Regions from separate parts of the Mus musculus genome. Here all the other regions are linked to region 2. The links are chromatin contacts, called in public Hi-C and promoter capture Hi-C maps. All regions are on one chromosome and are shown on one strand. The core of a region is the stretch at or near the end of the contact, and the rest is flanking DNA. Distances in the headings are between cores, read along the strand shown. Region 1 overlaps Spata13 (spermatogenesis associated 13). Region 2 holds the start of Mtmr6 (myotubularin related protein 6). Region 3 has its middle 93 kb from the start of Gm41166. Region 4 holds the start of Spata13 (spermatogenesis associated 13).

What was found. Promoter capture Hi-C pulls out the DNA fragments that hold promoters and counts their contacts. Hi-C and Micro-C count contacts between places; a contact is called where the count stands out from the background.
Region 1: a promoter capture Hi-C map of liver shows a contact between it and region 2, with 2.7 times the contacts expected there. The contact joins the enhancer-like site here to the promoter of Mtmr6 in region 2. A contact is called at or near these places in 3 of 39 promoter capture datasets (hippocampal neurons, liver and maxillary cranial neural crest), 2 of 115 datasets of contacts at active chromatin or transcription factors (astrocytes and embryonic stem cells) and 2 of 9 other capture datasets (adipose tissue and liver).
Region 3: a Hi-C map of muscle stem cells shows a contact between it and region 2, with 2.5 times the contacts expected there. The contact joins the enhancer-like site here to the promoter of Mtmr6 in region 2. A contact is called at or near these places in 10 of 39 promoter capture datasets (the 3T3-L1 cell line, HPC-7-derived erythroid cells, cranial neural crest and 6 more), 4 of 484 Hi-C or Micro-C datasets (the HPC-7 cell line, Sertoli cells, muscle stem cells and 1 more), 12 of 115 datasets of contacts at active chromatin or transcription factors (T-cell acute lymphoblastic leukemia, astrocytes, bone marrow-derived dendritic cells and 8 more) and 2 of 9 other capture datasets (embryonic stem cells and macrophages).
Region 4: a contact with region 2 is called in a promoter capture Hi-C map of neural stem cells. The contact joins the promoter of Spata13 here to the promoter of Mtmr6 in region 2. A contact is called at or near these places in 1 of 39 promoter capture datasets (neural stem cells), 5 of 484 Hi-C or Micro-C datasets (CD8 T cells, adipose-derived mesenchymal stem cells, embryonic stem cells and 1 more), 1 of 115 datasets of contacts at active chromatin or transcription factors (astrocytes) and 2 of 9 other capture datasets (adipose tissue and liver).

Annotation. Positions count from the first base shown.
Region 1 is chr14:60,655,342-60,658,188 of GRCm38.p6, reverse strand. All of the region lies in intron 1 of Spata13 (spermatogenesis associated 13), which reads right to left. Among named protein-coding and RNA genes, the nearest start is that of Spata13, 22 kb to the right of the region's middle. Within about 2 kb of position 1,293, at least 71 of the 459 cell types and tissues checked have an H3K27ac peak or open chromatin away from gene starts, as enhancers often do. A contact at or near this core is called in adipose tissue, embryonic stem cells and liver, where this site is marked.
Region 2 is chr14:60,263,684-60,266,470 of GRCm38.p6, reverse strand. Mtmr6 (myotubularin related protein 6) reads right to left here and starts at 1,266. Exons shown (of 14, transcript NM_144843.4): 1 at 1,110-1,266. The coding sequence starts at 1,133. Gm38641 (a long non-coding RNA gene) reads right to left here. Exons shown (of 3, transcript XR_874661.1): 3 at 2,564-2,787.
Region 3 is chr14:60,529,245-60,531,972 of GRCm38.p6, reverse strand. It overlaps a transcript of Spata13 not described here. Among named protein-coding and RNA genes, the nearest start is that of Gm41166, 93 kb to the left of the region's middle. Within about 2 kb of position 1,427, at least 76 of the 459 cell types and tissues checked have an H3K27ac peak or open chromatin away from gene starts, as enhancers often do. A contact at or near this core is called in embryonic forebrain, muscle stem cells, neural progenitor cells and 1 more, where this site is marked.
Region 4 is chr14:60,633,397-60,636,316 of GRCm38.p6, reverse strand. Spata13 (spermatogenesis associated 13) reads right to left here and starts at 1,612. Exons shown (of 13, transcript NM_001033272.2): 1 at 1,453-1,612.

The sequences.
Region 1 (2,847 bases), core at 44-2,543, 390 kb before region 2:
GAGAACTACTGGCTTAAGCTACCCTTTACCAGAGCCTGACCAGTTCTCTTGACAGAGATGTTACAAAAGTCTGGGCCTGGCCCCACCCAGTCTCCCTGGCTTCCCTCACTGCAATCCACTGATGAGGTGAATCAGCCCATGACTCCTCACCAGAGGCCCTATGCTGTCTGGACCTCCAGCCTCCCAAACTGTCAGCTAACTAAATTCCTTTTTCTTTGCAAGTAGTCTGCCTCAGTCGTTTTTATTGGGATAATGGAGAAGCTAATACACAGCTCGGGTAAGGATTCTGCATCACAGACTTGCATCATAGGCCAAATTATTAAAATGCTTATATGGCATTTCCTTGGGGCCAAATGTTGTATCTTTCAAATATAACTGAACTGTGTTCTGACTTGAGTTCCCTCTCCACAGCCTATCTCATGTTTATGAAAATATTCCAACACTTTAAAAATCCCAGATAAGGATACACACTATCTGCCCACACGCATACAACCTACAGACTAGTTTTGGTGGGGAACTCTGACTAATACATGGGTCATGAAAGAGAACTCTTACTTATGCATATATATTCTAAGTTAAATCAAAGCAGTTGGATACCTTCAATAAATGTATCCTTTGATTTCTAAAATACCATGCCTGTTATATTAAAATCAGTGATTTGCTTAAGGTTACTGAAATGAGACCTTGTTAAAAGACATTAATAATCATGATGTCAAAAAACTTATACCAGGCTACTAATGGATTTTGAGTTAAAGGAGCAATTACTTCCAGGGGTAATACAAAAGTCATAACTTCATTCAGCTCTTTCAAGCCTCAATCCCTAATTTTCAGCAAAAGCTTATTTCTTAGTGAATGGATCTCCAGATAGCTTTAGAAAAAAAAAATTACAGCCTTGAGCCAGCAGAATCTAAATTACCGGCCCTTAAGAATCATGCTCACAGCAGTATTTTGCTAATAAATAAAATCCTTCGTGAAGAAAACCTTCCATACAGCCAGCAATAAACGTCCCTGGGTGTCTTTCCTGCGCAGGAACAAAGCATTTACTGCAAGGCCTTTGGTGGCAAAAGTGTCATCTGCTCAGCTCCACAAGGGTTTCAGGGTTGCGCGTCAGAGTTATTAGGAAAAGGCTTCTCCGAAAACCCACGAGGTGGAGGGATCCCAAACTGGCAATAAACACACTTCTGAAGCAGGTCCCCCGGAGAAGCACAACAGAAACCGCAGGCTTATCTGGGTCCTGCTCTGGATGACTTCAGCGACCTTCACAGATGACCATGGCATCTGCTCGGGCACCGAAATAGCCAAGCAGGGGTGGTCTTCTAGGTCGGCCAGTGGACTCTAGACTCAGAACAATACTCACTCCAGATCCATTCTCCTATCTGACTTCCCTGAACATAACTAATGAACAATATTATTTAAAAGCAACAAACTGGGACTAAAGGCGGGCAATGGTGGCACACACCTTTAACTCCAGGACTCTGGAGGCAGAAGAAAAGGAAGACGGATCGCTGAATTTGAAGCCAGCCTGATCTACAGAGTGAGATCCAGGACAGCCAGGGCTACACAGAGAAAATTCCTGTCTTGAACATTTCAACAAAACAAAACAAGCCAGCAACAAGCTGGGACCATTCTACACTTTAGGTTCTTCATGATGCCGACTACAGTAGGTATGGCTTCATTTGTGGGCCAATCGCTAGGCTGGGGAGTCCAGACCATGAAATTAACAGGGATTTGAACTTTGTCCTGCTCTGAACACAAAATCCACCAGTATGTTTTGGAAGTCTGTGCTGCTGCCTGGCATTAAGTTAATATATAACAACATCCACACATCAGAGAGAGAGAGGGGAAACCAACAGTTTAAACATACACTCTAGGGAAACCAAAACTGGCATTAACTGCCAAAAAAACAAATCAACAAAACCCATCGACAATCCTGGTGTTCAGGAGACTCCATCTGTGCCGTCCACGCTTCCCACGCATGTGCAGTTGTTTGCTGGCAATGAGATGGTCCTGTGCCAACAGTTTGGTCCAAACTCCACCCACTCAGCGAAGCTTAGGCCCAGAGTTGCAGGGACACAGCAAAGGGATCTGGCTGTGTTGGAAGAGTATCTCGAGTGGTTCCCAGAGAACACTCCACATGGCTTTAACGAGGAGTTCACAAAATAACTCACTCTCGGTCAGCACTGAGGCCGCCACACCCCTCCGCCACACCACTCTGACTACACGCTTACTCCCCCATTAGCCCTCACAACAGCCAAAGGCTTTTCTGGGTGCCCTTGAACCCTCTGCTTGCTTCCATTTCCCTGGGAATAACAATGTCAGATCGGATTACTGCATGTGTTTAAGAGCTAAAACAACGCCGCCGCCGCCACCACCACCACCATGTCTCAGGACACTTCTGGGCGTTATTCTTGAAAATAGTAAATCAGCATTAGAATGAATACCTTCCGTATTTCTGGCACCAGCGTAAATGAGTCCACCTCTGGGTCTTCCTCTCATAGCCCGGATGCACCAACGAGGCAGGCTGCTACTTCAGCACAGAAGATTATGAGGTAGTTAAAAAAAAAAAAGCCTTAGTTGTGCCTCCTTGAAAACTGTTTAGCAAGAGTTCCAACATTAGGACACTGCTCTTTTGTGTGTCAACTTTAAGGAGCCATGAGGCTCTCGACTGCAGCTACTAGCTCTGCTACCTGATCCTGGTGGACTGAGAGGGCAGTTTCCACGGGGAAATCACGGAAAGTGCCAACTGTCCAGAACAATCTTGTTCTCAGAACATTTGATGTGTCTGTGACTGAAAAAGAATCCATGTTCAACTGATAAGATTCTGTACTCCAAAAAACAGGGCCCTCC
Region 2 (2,787 bases), core at 17-2,516:
CATTTTCAAATTTTAAATGTCAGCAACTTAAACGTTCCTTCTCTTTAAATAAATAAATAAAATCTGCCAAGCAGTGGTGGTGCACACCTTTAATCCCTGCACTTGGAATCAAAGGAGGATAGCTCTCTGTAAATTCAAGGCCAGCCTAGTCTACAGTGCAAGTTCCAGGACAGCCAGAGCTACACAGAGAAACCTTGTCTCAAAAAAACCAAAATTTTGGAAGAGGAGCACCTCCACATTTCCTACAAATAGTATAGGCAAACTCCAAAATAAATCCTAACAAAAATTCATGTTATGTTATCCATAACATCAAGGACTGTGAAGCGTTTTAAAGAATAATGAAGAAAAAAATGCAGTTTATTCCCAAATGACCTGTAACTTTAAGACCTTTAGGACAGACAGTAAGTGACAGTTAAGGCTCTGGCAAAGCCCAGAGAGGTGTTTTTCCTCATCTTAAAAGGTCATTCACGCCCTTTGATCTCCATTTCTGTTTTGGCCCTTTCTGAGGCTGAAGTTTGGCCATTCTCTGAATTCTTCTCACACAGAAAAATTAAGCACGGACTTGACAAACAAGCTCAGTTATAGGAAAGTTCCATGGACCTTTTACAATATGACACAGCCTTTCTTTCCCCTTCTGCATAACTGCTGTCAAGTTGGCTCCCTACACTTAAGACAATGCCTAAAGTTGGAAGCACAGAAGTATCAACTCTAAGTGTCTGGAGAACTAGAAAAGTGAGTGGCCTCGGATGCGCTAATATTTGCACCGCGGAAAAGAGCGGGCGGGGCACTTAAACCAGAGCAAGACTGGTTCAAGAACAGCACAGCACTGATGGATAACTGGACCCACCAGCCTGGGGGCGAGCCAGGCGGCGATCGGCCGAAATCCCCCAAAGTAAAAAGCAGCCCCAGTCTTGTCCAAAAGAGCAAAGCTCGCTGGGCGGCCACCGTTTGCCGACTCCCCAAGCACCTCCTGCCAAGGCGCCTGCGCTGTCCACACGGCCTCCGCACCCCCAAACTGCCGGCCCTCAACGGAGGCCCCGCACCCCCAAACTGCCCGTCCGCCTCTGCCCAATGGACCCCGGCAGCTGCGAGGATCTCCCGCCGACTACCTTGGTTGTCCGGATGTGCTCCATCCCGGGGCGACGCCCGCAGGCAGCTGGCCTCAGGAGAGCACCATCGGGAGAGAAACGGGGCGGTGACAGCCACCCGCAGGAACTCCCTCAACCCGGCAGCGTCAGCCACCCCCGCCGCCGGTGGCACTGCGCAGGCGTCATCTGAGAGCTCTGTCGCCTAGAAACACTTCCGCAAATCTTAGCTTCAGAGGGGATCCTGACAGCCGGCTGAGTGTCGCCCATAGAGAGCGTATGCTAGCTGGGCCACATGCATGGCCTGTTGTACAGCGCCCTCTCTGATGGAGGACTGGTATTGCCCCGGCCAACCAAGCTAACCCACATGTTCAGCTAGACAAGGATCAGCAAGAGGGACTAGAAGCTTTTTCTAGGTTTAAAGATATTCCTTTTCCTGACCAAAAGGAATTTTCCAGTGAGTGCGAGACTGGATACCTCTAAATTCCAGGTTAAATTACATTTAGAAACTCATGGAGCACTGGGCTCCTGTAATGAACTATTAAATTCTATTATGATTATCAGTATTAAGTTTGAGTACATTTTGTATGGTCTTTGTTACCAAGGGGCAGGATATTACTCTTACAGGCTTATAGATAAGGCTGCACTTTAATTTAAGATGCTACATGAATGTCTTTTTTTAATTTGAAAGATATTGCTCAGGGTTGGAAAGATGGCTTATCTGTTAAGTTCTTTTTGTTTAAGTTTTTTTTTTTTGTTGTTTTTTTTTTTTTTTTTTTTTTTTGTATGTGAGTACACTGTAGCTGTACAGATGGTTGTGAGCCTTTATGTGGTTGTTGGGAATTGAATTTAGGGACCTCTGCTCGCTCTGGCCCAAAGATTTAATTATTGTTATAAATAAGTACACTGCAGTTGTCTTCAGACACATCAGAAGAAGACATCAGATCTCATTATGGATGGTTGTGAGCCACCATGTGGTTGCTGGGATTTGAACTCAAGTCCTTTGGAAGAGTGGTCAGTGCTGTTACACACTAAGCCATTTCAACAGCCCATCTGTTAAATTCTTATTAGAAACTTTTCTGATCTTTGTCTTTTGTAAATAAACAAAAATGGCTGGGATGGGCAGTTTGCCTTCCTAACGGGTAGCTGGTGTGCTCTCTCCTTGCTTCTCTGGCTGCCTCCTGCAAAAGACCTTTCAATTAAACCAACACTTTTAAACTGTTCATGGCAACCCTGGGGACCAGGAGCTGACCAAAACTTGATTAAAAACGCAGCCTATCTCTGGCTTTGCTTCTGGAATAAGCTTTGGGTCTCAAATCTCTACAACTGTACTTTGCTGTGTTCATGACAGTAACTGCCTCAGATCAGATTTCATCTACTATGTGTTATGAATTGTGGTGTCTTTACAGTTTGTACAAACATTGCTACTCTTATAGAAAGAGCAGTTTGATTACAGAAAGCAAAACTTTTCATATTTTCCTATTATTCCTTAGTATATATCAAATTAGTGTATCTTTGAATTGAGCTGTATCAGAAAAACATATCTATCTCTGTTCTACTCATAATTAAGTAGTAAAGATGTATGTGTACAAAAGAATTGTTTGTAAAAATAAATTTACCTTGTATGCTGGGGCATGACTTTAATCCCAGCACTTCAGAGACAGAGGCAAGTTGTTGCCTGTAAATTTCAGAGCATGCTGTT
Region 3 (2,728 bases), core at 178-2,677, 270 kb before region 2:
TCCACCATCTAGTGGCTAGAGAGAAAAATGCTTTCCAGAGCAACACCAGCCCTGGCTTCCACATCCTGCCTGTAACAAGGTGAGCTTACAAGACTGTTAGGTACCCAGCAGGCTCATCACTTTCTTTTCTTGGTGCAATCTAGGGTAAGAATGACTTGACAGATTTCACACCCCTGCTAGGTGATGCTGGGTCTTAAATCCCAAAGTCCTCTTCTGTCTGAATACTGACATTCAGGGAGTCGAGGCTAAGGACCCAAGTTTTAAATGGTAGAGAGACAGCCTCCATGGACCATATTCACAAGGTGTTCGTATCTGAAGCAATGGTGTTTCTCAACACTATCGCTTAGCTTCTGTCAATTGTGATTCTGAGTTAGGACTGGCTTTGAAACTCCAGGCAAGTAAATTTCTTCTAAGACCTTTGTCTAAATTTTGTGATTAAAAAATGGAAGAAATCAGAAACATTGTTGCTAGCTAAGCGCTTGGTGCTTTATATCTAAAGTAACGATGTCACAGAGGCAGTAACTGAGCTGGAGATACACACAGGTCTTACAGACCCACAATAAAATGCTAAAGGACTAGAGAGACCCTAAGAGCATCAGGAGAGGGTGAGATTTAATGAGAATTGCCAACTATAGCCTCATGCAAGGTGGAGGGGAAATAACCAAAGCTGAGCTTCTTAGTCCCAAAACAGCCCTACAGGAAATTCCGTGGAGCAGTCTTCTATGGAAAACAGGAGATGTATCTTATAAATAATGAGGTGAGCAGAGCCATGAGGAGACAAGGCGCCATAGCGGAAGAGGGGAGACTGGACAAAGGATGGACCTTCCTGGCCAGAAGAAGACAGCATCCGGTGCAATGATAAGGAATGCAGTGTTCAGGTGCTGCCTGTAAAATGTCCTTTACACGGAAGGTTAGTGCATTGTATTGTGCCTAGACAGCTCTTAAAGCAGCCCCACTTTGCATTTTCCTTTTTTTTTTTTCCAGGTTGGTGTTCAGTGAGAGGTGGGGAAGCAGGAAGAGATGATCTGGAGGAATTCCTAATCAATAACTATAACATGATATCTCCTATGATGGATTAAAGGGGTGGAGAGTACGCATAAATACACAGACAACAATACATATTTGCATACAGATTGCTGTTTCATTAGCAGTGACCTTGAATGTAAGTGTTGGCCATTCGGAATTTAAATATTAGGAAGTAACTATTATAATATCAGTGTGAACCCCTTGGAGTCGGAGCGGGGGAGCCTGCAGACCCAGGCTTTGTCTCCGGTTCCTCCATTTGGTGCTGCATTAATAGCAGAAGTCTGAGCGACCGACCCCAGAGGCCCACGGTGGATGGGTGAGTAGAGAAAGCTGATCTCAGCCTGAGGCCAACCGACTCCTCCCTGCCATGAAGAACAGGAAGGCTGAGAAAGAGCACAGTGGGAAAGATAGGTGGGCGGAGCTGCCAGTGGGCCAGAGTGGAGGACAGAAAAACAAACCTCATACAGAGGGCCTATGAGTCCCCAAGCCTGCATACCTCTGTCTCAACTGTCCCCCCAGGACCCCCACTGTGTCCTCCAGGTCCCAGGAGAATCTTCCACCCCAGCTCTTGATGTCTTTAATGTCAGCTCAGATATCTTTAATTTCTGCCAGTCTTTCCTCCCCTTCCCCCAAACCGCCCACCCCCATCAAGTCTCTCATATGACCTCATCTGGGGAGTTTTCTGGGCTCCACTCTCATTGGGCTGTCAATGAGGAACATTCTCTAGACAACCGCACTGTCCTGGGCCAGTGAGGAGTCTAGCAGAATTGTAACAAAGCCATTTTCTTCTCCCAACCCTCACACTGGGAATTCCCTCACACTGGGAATATGACCTCATCCCTGAATCCAGATTATGCATGTGTGCACTCAAGTGCCTTGCCCCTCTCCCCCCGCCCCCGCCCCCATGCCATCGTGGCTGTCACTCCAGAACCCCTAAACATGAGGTAAGAGGGAAGCATCCTTAGGCAGAGACCCTAGAGGTGCAGGTAGTGAGGCTGAGGTGGCGTGGCTGGAACAGCTGCCCTCTGCTGGCTGCCTGCCCCCCCTCACAACACTCCCCCCCCCCCCATGGGAAACTTCTTTGTTAGTTTCACATCTTCTTGGCAGGTCAAGCAGACTCTGCACACACACACACCCCACTTCCCCCCCCCCCCCCCCCGTGAAGAAAAATAGATACAGGTGTCTGAAGTCTCAGGAGGGCTCCCCCAGCAGCTTTCTTGAGAATCCATAGCTTTGTCCACACAGTAGGGAAAGGCTGGAGATGAGACTGATGGGGGTCTACAACCTGGCTTAGCTCACAACACATACTCAGGTAAGGATGTCCTAGAGATAAAAAAACAACACACACACATACACACACACAACGGTAACACAGTCTTTGTGCTTTAGCACAAAAGACAGAAAACAGCACATTTTGGAGAATAAGGTAGGCGTTTTGTGATAGGGAAATAGTTCAAACTTGCCCCCGTCTTAGTACCTGAGTGTTGTGTAATGACTGCAGCTGTCTATAAGGCAGTGTCCCATGACACACTGGCTGCCATTGCCCATACTGTGCCAGAGCTCTGCCTCTGAGCTGAAAGCAAGCCTCAGAAGACATTCAGAAAGTTCACCGATAACCCTTTTTGCATTCAAACTCCTGGCTGGGACACAGGTCAGAAAATGACTTCATCTTTTCTGGATTCTTGCCCAAGGCTGAGCCCTG
Region 4 (2,920 bases), core at 363-2,862, 370 kb before region 2:
CTAACTGGAAAGGAGGAAACTGAGCCTAGTGGTGTTCTAGGCCTGTGGGGGGAAGGGAGGACCACAAGGGATCTGAGACCAAGAGAGCTGGGAAAGTCACCAAAGCGTTGGCAGGCTGTGGCTAGGGAGGAAGCAGGTAAAAAGGCCGGAAAAAGAGTGCCCGGTAACACACAGGTCACAAAGAAAGGAAAGGCTCACGAAACGGGTGGGGGTGGGGCGGCAAGTTGGGGGCCAAGGAGGTGAGTGAAAAATAATTAAAACGCTGGATAGAAAGCAACCTCCCCAAAGGCTCTAGAGGGTGGGGGAGGGGCAGAGAACAAGGTTCAGCCCCACTCGGTGGGGGTGCATAATTAACCCGTACCAAGAGAACAATGCGGTGAGGAAGTTTGAAAGGGGGCGATGAATAGCAGGGAAAGGGAGCATTTGCTAGGAAAGGTAAAAAAAAAAAAAAGAAAACAAGAGTGAGGGGAAAAAAAGCAAACAGGGTGAAATTTCTGTGCTTTAAAAGTGGGATCAAAAAAGATGGGCAAAAACCTAGAAGGTCTGGAGAATTTAGAAAACACTAGACAACAGAAATGGGGTGGAAGGGGCCTGAAAAAAATAGTGGGGGAGGGAGAGATACGGCTCTAAGAAGCCTTGGTAACCAGCAGTGAATAAATTCAAATAACTATTCTACTTATCAATGCCATGATCCCATGCTGGGCAGCAACTATAGTAGCTTGGCTCGCTTGTGTTTGCTGTTGGGATTTTTTTGTCTTCTTTCACTCGGGGAAGAAATTTGCTCCGACTCTGCAACTTTGCTGTTAAGAAGTGGGGTCCGCCAGCACAAGCCACCTGAATTCCTCTCCTGCGGCAGTCGTCCCATCCCAGAGTCTAGCCAGTATAGCAATTCCCCATATCCCGAACAGATATGGAGCCAACCCAATTCTGCCAACTCACTCTCTATACAAGTAACGATAAAGTCCCCAAGTCTTTTAGGCTGCGTCCCAGAAGGAGAAACTTGCTTTCTAATCTGAGTGCTCCAATTTAAAACGCAACCCCAATCCCCTCCATGCACAGGTCACGCCCTCCGAGGAAGGAAGCATTCAAGGGGCCAGTGGCGGCCAACCTTTGTCCGTCGTCCTGGCGCAACCCCGCAGCCCGCCCAGCAAGCAGGGAGCGCGGGTAGATAGAGTTTCAGGGTAATCCCTGACGTCCCGGGGGGAAAGGCACCGGCAAGAACAGCACACCGCGCCCTCCCCGGGGGGCGCTGCCGGGCTAGCCCAGAGCAGCCGCTAGCAGGCGGAGCGCTCACGGTGGCGCAACAGGTGAGCAGTCCCAGTCCGTCCCACGAGCCACAAGCAGGAGCTGGCAGCGGGGCACCCTTGGGTCACAGAGGCGCTCAGTTCCTCCGCGATACCCACCCGAGAGCCCGCGCCCCGCAGAGCCTTGCGCCTCTCTGGGTAGCCTCACCTCGACGGTCCCCACTCCACCGAAGCTCCAAAGCCAGCGTGTCCAAGAGGTCCTGCTGCCCAGCCGGCTCCAGCAGGGATGCAGCCGCGAGCTCGCCAGGCTCTGCGCGCCGTGGCCTCCAAGAAAGAGCAGCGCTGATTCCGCCCTCCCGCGCTCAGCCGCCTCCTCCCACGGGCCACGCCCCCAGCCCGCTCCCGAAGCCACGCCTCCACACCGCTCCCCTGAAGCCACGCCCCCGAACCCGCTCCTGGGGTCCTCGCAGCCCTCCTTGCTGGTCCAGCCTCCTCTTCAAGGAGCCACGCCCCCAGCTCATCTTCCTTGCCTCTACCCGCTAGAGAATTTTTTTTCCTTCGACCAACCCCAAACCGTTCGGTTCAAGTCCCCAGGCCAGACCACGCCCTTGGTCTCAGAGGACTCTCTCAACCTACCTCACTTCATTCCCCGCCTCTCACTACCTCCACCCGCTCCACCTCCAGGTTATGCCTTCGTGCCACTCACTCACTCCAAGTCATGCCTCCGCCCTACTAACCTTCTCTAGCAACTCCTCTTTCTCGTTTCATCTTCTCAAAGGATTACTCCCTAGTAAGACCCGGACTCTGTCCCACACCTCCGAGTCCCACTGCGGATCACCGCAGCCACTCACACACTGGCACCATACACGGACTCTTTCTTGCTCCCTACCGGCCAACATGCTGCCTCCGCCCCGGTGAGCTGCTGCGTTGCCTGGGTGACCGCCTGACGCCCACTGTCCCACCTCCTCCTATTGGACTCTTCTCCGTTCAGGCTCAGGGCTATTCTCTGTGCGGGTTCTCCTTTTAAGTCCATGGAAACTCAGCTTTAAGATGCTTTGACCTTCTGTTTTCCCAGAGCCTGGACTATGAACTCTCAAAGAACTCCTACTTTCCTAACTTGGCTCAACTGAGACCACAGAGGGGAAGCAGCTCTTCAATGCCAGGATCTGTGACACACACACACAACCCTTCCAAAATGTGCTGTGGTTATTTCTGAGGAATTCATAAGGCAAGTGCATTCTTTTAAAACTTGTGGTTTGCTGAGACGATTCCTTTGAATGGCAACAATATGCCAGCATGATTATTCTAAATATTAGAAGCTTCTTAACCAAAGAACAATCACTGTCTTAGACAAAAGAACGTGTAATGCACCAATAAAAAAGTTTAAATTAACTTTTAGATTATTTTAATAGAGTAATGCATTTGTTTGAGAATTTCACACAACCTATTTTGATCACATTCACCCTCAATTCTACTCCAACTCTTATTTTGTTTCTATGTGCATGCGTGTCTGTGTGAGTGAGTGTACTCCATTTGTGTGTTCCTGCCTGTGAAGGCAAAGAAAGGAATCACACCTCCTGGAGCTGGAGTTATAAGCGATTGGGGGCCTCTCAATGTGGGTCCTGGGAACCAAGCTGTGGTCTTCAGGAAGGGTAAGAATTGGGCTTAACTGCCGA